Linked DNA regions of Rattus norvegicus: region 1 is linked to region 2. A link is a contact called in public Hi-C data. All regions are on one chromosome and are shown on one strand. The core of a region is the stretch at or near the end of the contact, and the rest is flanking DNA. Distances in the headings are between cores, read along the strand shown. Region 1 holds the start of Ago2 (argonaute RISC catalytic component 2). Region 2 overlaps Trappc9 (trafficking protein particle complex subunit 9).

Evidence for each region. A called contact is a pair of places that touch in the nucleus more often than the background predicts.
Region 1: a Hi-C map of the A7r5 cell line shows a contact between it and region 2, with 5 times the contacts expected there. The contact joins the promoter of Ago2 here to the enhancer-like site in region 2. A contact is called at or near these places in 3 of 12 Hi-C or Micro-C datasets (the A7r5 cell line, frontal cortex and prefrontal cortex).

The regions. Positions count from the first base shown.
Region 1 is chr7:106,992,017-106,995,561 of GRCr8, forward strand. It overlaps Ago2 (argonaute RISC catalytic component 2), which reads right to left and starts at 2,108. Exons shown (of 19, transcript NM_001408918.1): 1 at 1,941-2,108. The coding sequence starts at 1,962. It overlaps LOC134479922 (a long non-coding RNA gene), which reads right to left and starts at 1,933. Exons shown (of 2, transcript XR_010053837.1): 1 at 1-1,933.
Region 2 is chr7:106,633,270-106,637,142 of GRCr8, forward strand. The region is part of intron 16 of Trappc9 (trafficking protein particle complex subunit 9); the gene reads right to left. Among named protein-coding and RNA genes, the nearest start is that of Trappc9, 250 kb to the right of the region's middle. Within about 2 kb of position 1,617, at least 55 of the 93 cell types and tissues checked have an H3K27ac peak or open chromatin away from gene starts, as enhancers often do. A contact at or near this core is called in the A7r5 cell line, where this site is marked.

The sequences.
Region 1 (3,545 bases), core at 858-3,357, 360 kb after region 2:
TTTTCCAATAGGAAAGAAAAATCTGTGAGGTTCTGAACCTTGGCCCCCAGTGCTACTAATCTCACACATGTAACAGTATTTGTAACAGACACAATGAGAACCCACTGTGGATTCTATTTTTAAAGTTAATTTACTAAGTATTTACTTCCCATCAAGCTCGGAAACAGCAAAACTTGGTAACTTTTCTTTAATTCAGATCCAATGGCCTTCCATTCTCCTAAACTTGGAAATATGGAGTCTCTTTGAAGGATGGAGGTGGAGGGGTTCCTTGTAAACAAAATTAAAAGCCTTTGTATGTGCTATGTGCAATAAAATGGAGCTGCACTCCAGCCTTGCAATTACAGCACACTGGCCCACCTGAAACTTGGGTTCCTTCCCAGCCTGCCATTAGCCAAGAATTACCCTACAGGCATCTCTTTTCTCACCCAAGGCTTTCTGGTTAGAGGGGACTGTCTCTCCCTTAGGCCACAATGCGGAGGCCCACGCAGCAGCAGCCATCTTCAAAGCTGCCAGTGACCAAAATGAACCGGTTGATCCAGGCTACCGCATTCTTTTTGAAAAGGCAACAAAGATGCCCTCGCGGAACACACAGTAGGCTCTTCCTTTCCACCCTACTTGGGAATTCACTGGTCTAATCCACACCAAACAAGTGCTTCCAACAGTGGGGTCAAGGTCAAAGGGACTGGGAAACCATTTCTATAGGAGTGCTCAAACAGGTTGTCCTAATGCAGGCTCCCGGATGTTAAAGGGTTCTTAAACCTCTCTGAGCCTCCACTGCCTGTCTCCAGAAAGGCCCACTGTGGCAAGCTGAAAGGATCAACACGCAAAATAGAGAAAAGCATGGCCTCGTCTCCAAGAAGATCACTAGAAACTGACACTCAGGAAAAACGTACATATTCGGAGTTAATGTTTGCTGGGTTCCTCCACAGCGCTGAGCTGGGGGGGAGGGGGGATTCCCAATCTGGCAGGAGGCTGCCCTGGTCATTTCGCAGGGGACCTCCAGACCCCAACATCTGCCTCCAGGACCCGGACACCTCCCAAGCGCAAGGTTAAAAGGGTCTTCAAATTACTGGGAAGCCCTTTAACGCATTTAGAAGTTGGTCAGTGGGCATTCGAGGAGCCCTATGACATCAGGAGAGGAGGCGCACTAGGCTCCGGAGCAAGCACCGTAGGGAACCCGGGAGGATCTGGGAGGCTTCCAGACCCCACAGTGAAGAAGTCTGGGGAGGCCCCAGGGCCGAACCACTAGGTCAGGTGGGCAGCAGGGAGGGCCCGCGGGCGCCAAGTACAGCCTGGCGGACAAAGGGGGGCAGGCTGAGCCCGAGCAAGCGGCGGGGCGGCCGGGAAATGGAGCCACGTGCCTGGCGGGAGAAGGCGAAAAAGCCTCCCAACACTTGTTTTCTCAACCCCGCGAGTAAACCGCCCTCCACTCTGCTCGAAAAGCGGGGTGGGAAAATACGTTCGTGTTTTTAAGTTTTCTGGAACTTTTCCAGAGAAACGGGCACGCTGGTGGGAAGGGGTGCCACGGCGGCCACCCGCTCCGCTAGGAAATCGCAGGGCGATTAGCACTTGAATGGGGAGGGCGGCTGCCCAGCGTGGAACTGCGTCCAAGCAGACGATCGCGGTCCCGGGGCCCCGGGGTTCGGTTCCCGACCCGTCCAGCTCCCCGCCCCAGGCCCCGCATGCTGGGCCCCACAGCTATGCGCTTGGGGACAGAGGGAGGAGCGCTGCGGGAGGACCGAGACCCGTTGCAGGCCGGGCCTGGGCCCCCAAACACGTCCGGGCCGCGCTGCTCCGGTGCACTGGGCCTCCCTGCCCCGAGGCCCTACCCGGCTGCCCCGAGGCTACGCCGCGGCCCCACAGGCTGGGCCGCCCTCGCCTGCCCCGCCCGCCAACCGCCAACCGCCGCGGCACGAGTGCCGGGCGCCGCGCGGACTCACCGGGGCCGGCTCCCGAGTACATGGTGGCGCTGCCGAGGGCCGCGGCCGAGGGCCGGCCGCGCGCTCCACGGGCCCCGACGCCGCGAGCCGCGAGGACCCGCCGGCCGCTCGATCCGCCCCGGCGCGGCCGCCTCGCAGAACAGGTTTACCCGACGCGGCCGGGGCGGCGGGCGGAGGCGGCGGGAGCGGAGGGGGAGGGGAGCGGGAGGAGGGAGGGGAGGAGGAGGGGCGAGAGGGACGACGAGGGAGGGGACCGCGGGGAGGGAGGGAAGGAGGGAACAGCGGGGAGGGAAGGAGGGAGGAGGCGGGGAGGAGGGAGGGGACGGCGGGGAGGAGGGAAGGTGGCAGGGAGAGAGGGGGCAGGGGAGGAGGCTGGAGGCGGCGCGCGCACGCGGGGCAGCGGGATGGGGGGAAATCGAGGTGGCGGCCCCCCGCGTGGTTGCCCTGAATGAGGGACCCCAGGAGCGACCCGGGGCACACGGGCGGGAGACCCTTCCTCCGGCCCAGCGAGGCGACGTCTGGCTTCCGGGCGCGGCCAGCCCAGCACTGCGACCGGAGTCGGAGTCCTCCCGCGCCGAGTGGCAGAGCCCCGGCCGCGTCCCGCCCCTGCACCTCGGCCTGGCTCTTTAAGTTATTAACGAAACGGCGACGGGAAGCTAGCTCCCCACCCAGAGCTTGAACTTGGACGCGGCCAGACCCGTGCGCGTGACCACACCGCCACCTCCCGGCGCGGCTCGACAACCTAGATAATCCTAATAAAGCACCAAGGAAGCACAGCAAGTTCAAGATGAATTTTATCAGCCGTCAGGGAGCAGATCTAGTCGGGGCTCCCCGCTTTCTGGGCTCAGAACCCCCAAGTTCTGCCCTGAGGCCTCCCAGACGAGCATGCTCTGTGCACATAGGCCCTTTCCCCACTTGTTGCTGGCACGTGCTCCCAGTTGTCTCTGGCACCTTTTCTATAGAAGAGGCAGTGTCAGCTCCCGCCTCACCCTGTACGCTTGACAATGCCTTCAAAGCCCATGCTGAGGACCCAAGCAAACAGGGTCCTACTGCAGGGACCCCAGCATCGGGGTAGGTTCCATAGCCTGTGCAGTGCTCAAAAAATAGTCCGAGGAGCAAGAAAAGCAGCGTTCCTTCCAATAAACATGGAAAGGAGGAGAAGGAGGAGGAGGAAGGAACTAGATAAAGAACTGTGGGGTTGCCATCCCAGCTACTCAGAAATCGAGGAAGGAGGATGACAATGCTAAATCCAGTCTAGGGTACATAGAAGAAAGCCTTGGGTACCCCTTCCTCCTAAGTGGTCGACACAAACGGGTAATTAATCATACCTAGCCCTTGTGGCCAGCACTTGTGGTCCCCACTGCTTTGGGATGGAGACAGGATTTGCTGAACTCAGGAGAGATTTTTGCTCAGAACCAGCCAGGGCAACAGAAAACTAATGGGAGGGGAGGGGCCGTGTTAGATTTTACTCAGCAGTAGAGCACTGTCTGAAGACCTATGAGACGTTGGGTTCCCTCCCAGCATTGACACCCCCCCACACAAAGTCATGAAGTCTGTTTGGGGGGGCATGGGATAGGTAAGTTGCCAGGCATCAAGAAGCCTTGG
Region 2 (3,873 bases), core at 367-2,866:
AATTCCTTAGTGCGCAAGCAGCAGCCATATAGGGTGAGGCATTCTGAGGTTGTCTGTGCACAGCTCTGCTGCGCCACCATCCGCGGGAATAAAATTACCATGAAGAACCTTAGTGCGCCACCAAAACCATTTAAGCGATCCACCCTCTAAGGACGCTTCCTTGGGTATCCGTGTGCAGCTCCACTGTGCCTCTATTCCTAGGGTAAGAACATCCGTTCAGTCACTGAAGTGTAGCCACAAATACGTGTAATTCCCCAGGATTATGATAACAAAGAGCTGTGCAGGCGTTGGCTGAGTAATGGCGTACGCCCAGGTTCCAGCCAAGCGGGGAGACCTCCATGGCTCATCATTGTGCGACGACCACAATGCGCCTATCCACAGGGTGATAGCAAGCCTCTGTGCCAGCGTCTCCAGGGTAAAAAGATCAGCCAAGCTCCCAGTTGCATCGCAAACTGTAGGGTTCTGTGCTCGAAGGTATCTCAATGCTGCCCTCGCACGAGCCGCACCATCACAGACATCTGGGTTTTTTCGGCGCCTCCTTTTGCCCATTCCTCGGTCACATTGGTGTAAGAAAGCACCACGAATGAAAAATTCCCAGCTCCGTGGCTGTGTCGCAGCTCTTCTACCCAACCATCTTCAGAGAAAAGGCCGCGGATCTTCTCGGAGAGCCGGAGCTTCCTGAAGAGCCGCGGCAATGATCCTCTACATAGCACGGGCACTTGGATGGGCTATCCACACAGCCCAAAATCACAAAAAGATGGGATAACGATGGCCACCGGGTCCTCTTCGGTTCGTCGTCACAGAACCGTAGTAAAGAGATCCGCTCAGCTCCAAGCCGTGCCGCAGTCTGCAGTCTTTAGAGACGTCTGTGGAAATCTGGTGAGCAGGCAGCTGTGACGCAGTCTGCTGGGCGAGCCTGCTCAGATTTCAGTGCGCAGGTGCGGCAATGCGGCAATCTGCTGGTTATGGACACATTCTGAGGCGCCACCTACCGGGAAAGGACGACAGTCCAGGTCCTCCGTGCAATGAGGCCACACAGTTGATCAGCATGGCTCTATTGTGGCAGCATCTTTAGGATATTGGTGCGCAGCCACACTGGGCAGAGATCTGCAGCCTAACGATGCTCCACTAAATTGGCGGGGAAGGATATCCACACAAATACTCGGTACACCGCGGCCATAGCAGCAAGGCAGTCAACGGATCTCAGTACGCAGGCGTGGCAATGCGACAGTATGCACTTTAAGAATACATTCTATGGTGCCATCTAGCGGGTAAGAATGACTCTCTAGGTTCTTGGTGTGGGCGCACAGAGAGAAAGCGGGTGCCCATTGGTGACTGGCACACAACCCCAGTGGTGCAGCATCTTCTTGAGTTACCCATGCCGTCACACAAGATGACGATCCACAGACTAAGGATGCCCTGCCGGGTCTTCAGGGTGAGAGTGTCCATGCAGTAATCATTTGGCAAAAATGAATGCCTCACTATGTCCCACCTAGGACCAGGCTGCAGCTGCAAAAATGCTCAGTGTTAGGAACATAGCCGGGTCCACAGGAGAAGCATGGGTAACATCTGGCATTGCTGCGCGAGGCCCTGCCCACAGCTCTCCCTGCTTGGCCCCTCCTGGAGGGGGCGGGGTGGGGGAGAATTCTAGCTGCTTCGCTATTGCACAGACTATGGGAGACATAGACTACCCTTTTGCCGTGGTAACCTAAGGTGTCCTAGTGACGGAGGCGCAGGGTGACCAGTGTACCCTTACCCGACTGCCGAACCGATACTTTAACCCCGATTCATGAACGGTTTGCTAACAAGGAAGGACTATGTCTTCCAAAATGAGCTTTAAGAAGCTCATTGTGTTGTGTTGCCGGAAAGGGCCGAGCAACGGGGTTTCCGAGAACTCACCAGAGGGCAATTCATGACGCACTAATAATTTCTAACCAAAAGCTAAAAATTAAAAGTCTCACCTTTTTAAATTTCTAAATATCCCAGCAATATGGCATCTTGTAGCAAGGAAGCAAAGTATTTTTCATTTTATCTGTTGATCACGCTGGGGATCAACACACGGAATGCTCCCCCCACCCCAGGGAAGAGCCCCTGTGTCCTGGATGCTCCGGTTCTTTCTTCAGTATTCACAGAGGAGAGCCTTTTGTTAGTGAGATTCACACAGGAGGCAACAAGACGCTAGGAATCTACCAGAACCTTCCTTAAGAAATTAGGTAGGAATTTTACCGTTGTGCTGTTTCCTTTTTTGATGTGGTTGGGGGAGGGTAATTTTATAACTGTTCACTGGGTTACCTTCCTGCCTTCCGGTGGTCGTTATGGACCTCAGTAAAATCTTAAATTGCCTCCTGCAGGGACTGTTTGATTGACATTCGGCTCCTTTTGTTCCGAGGGGTTTTATATGCTAATTGTTAGCTTGCATCTGGCCTTCAGATCTGTAGAATGTAGTGAAGACTTGCTGAAACGCACGCCTCATACCACCTTGTAAAAGACAAACTATGTGGTCTCTCAAAGCTTACAGCCCTGTGTTAACTTTAATTTTGAAAGCACTAATGTTTTGTTTTTTTCTAGACAACATGGGTGAAAATAAAGGAAAGAGATGTATTAGATGTGTGTAAATTTAATTGAAAATCTTAACCTGTGCATCAGTGAAATTGAAAACCCAACCCGTGTATGTGTGAAGTCAGAACCTGCATTCGCATATCCTGAAAATAAACGTGTGTGTTTGTTAAATAAAACACAGGAAGCCAAATAAACTGGGGATTAGATGTTCCAAGAACATGCTTTCTGCAGTGGTAGCCAAACTCATTCCCTTGGTTTGGTTTGCTTTGGTTTGGTTTGATTTTACCCAGGGCCAGCTTTACCTCTCTCCTCAGCCTTTGGATCCTGACAGGGTGAAGCTGGGATGGAGGAGAAAGGCCCTGTGTGCAGCAGAGAGACCTCCCCAGGAAGCCAAGCCAGAGAAGTAGCAGGAGCAAGAGAAAGGATTTATAGGACATTTGAGATCTGAGCCTCGCTTATGTGTAGGATGCATCTTGAGGGTTAGTTCAGTGCCTCTTTGCAACGTGCACAATGTAACTGAATCCCCATGTCAATTCATTGAGTTGTGATACAGAATGTTTCTTCCAATAGAAAAAAAAAAAAGAGGACAGAGCAAACAGCCAGAGCAATATTGATGAAAAGACCCCAACGACCCTCTCCCAAGGTGCAAACTGATGGCAGAGGAGAGGAACAAGGTCTGCATTGTGCTTACAACTGAGACTCCCTTCTCGGTCTAATCAGTTCTTTTCTGGACCACTGAGGAGAGTTTAGGAACCTCTTTTTATAGGAGCATCTGGGATTCAACACTATAGGACTATTTCCACATGGGGAAACAAGACTAGCAACGGGACCTCCTCAGTGAATCCTGGGGAATGAGTATTGGGGCGGTGGGGGTGGGAAGAGACATCCAGAGGCAGGTGCTGGACACACCCAAACCCTCCCTCTCCTCCTCCTTCCTCCCCTGAAGCATTTTTTCTCTGTGCTGGCTGGGGTTGGGGGGGGTAGGGGGGGTTGTTTTTCTTTTTTTTTTTCTTTTTTGGGAGCTGGGGACCGAACTTGCGCTTCCTAGGCAAGCGCTCTACCACTGAGCTAAATCCCCAACCCCTGGGTTGTTTTTCAATATAAAGACTGACAGTCAACAACCAGTGGAGTTTGGGGTACTATAACAGTAGTGAGCAAATGTCAAAGATGCTGCTAAGTAACCCGGGCTGTTATTTGAATGAGAAATAGCCTCTCCCTGCTCCATCCACAGTAGCTTATGGGTCCCTAGTTGGTGGATATTTGGGGAAGTTGTGGGATTTTTATCATTCAGAAGCCTGCTCCTGCCACCAAGAA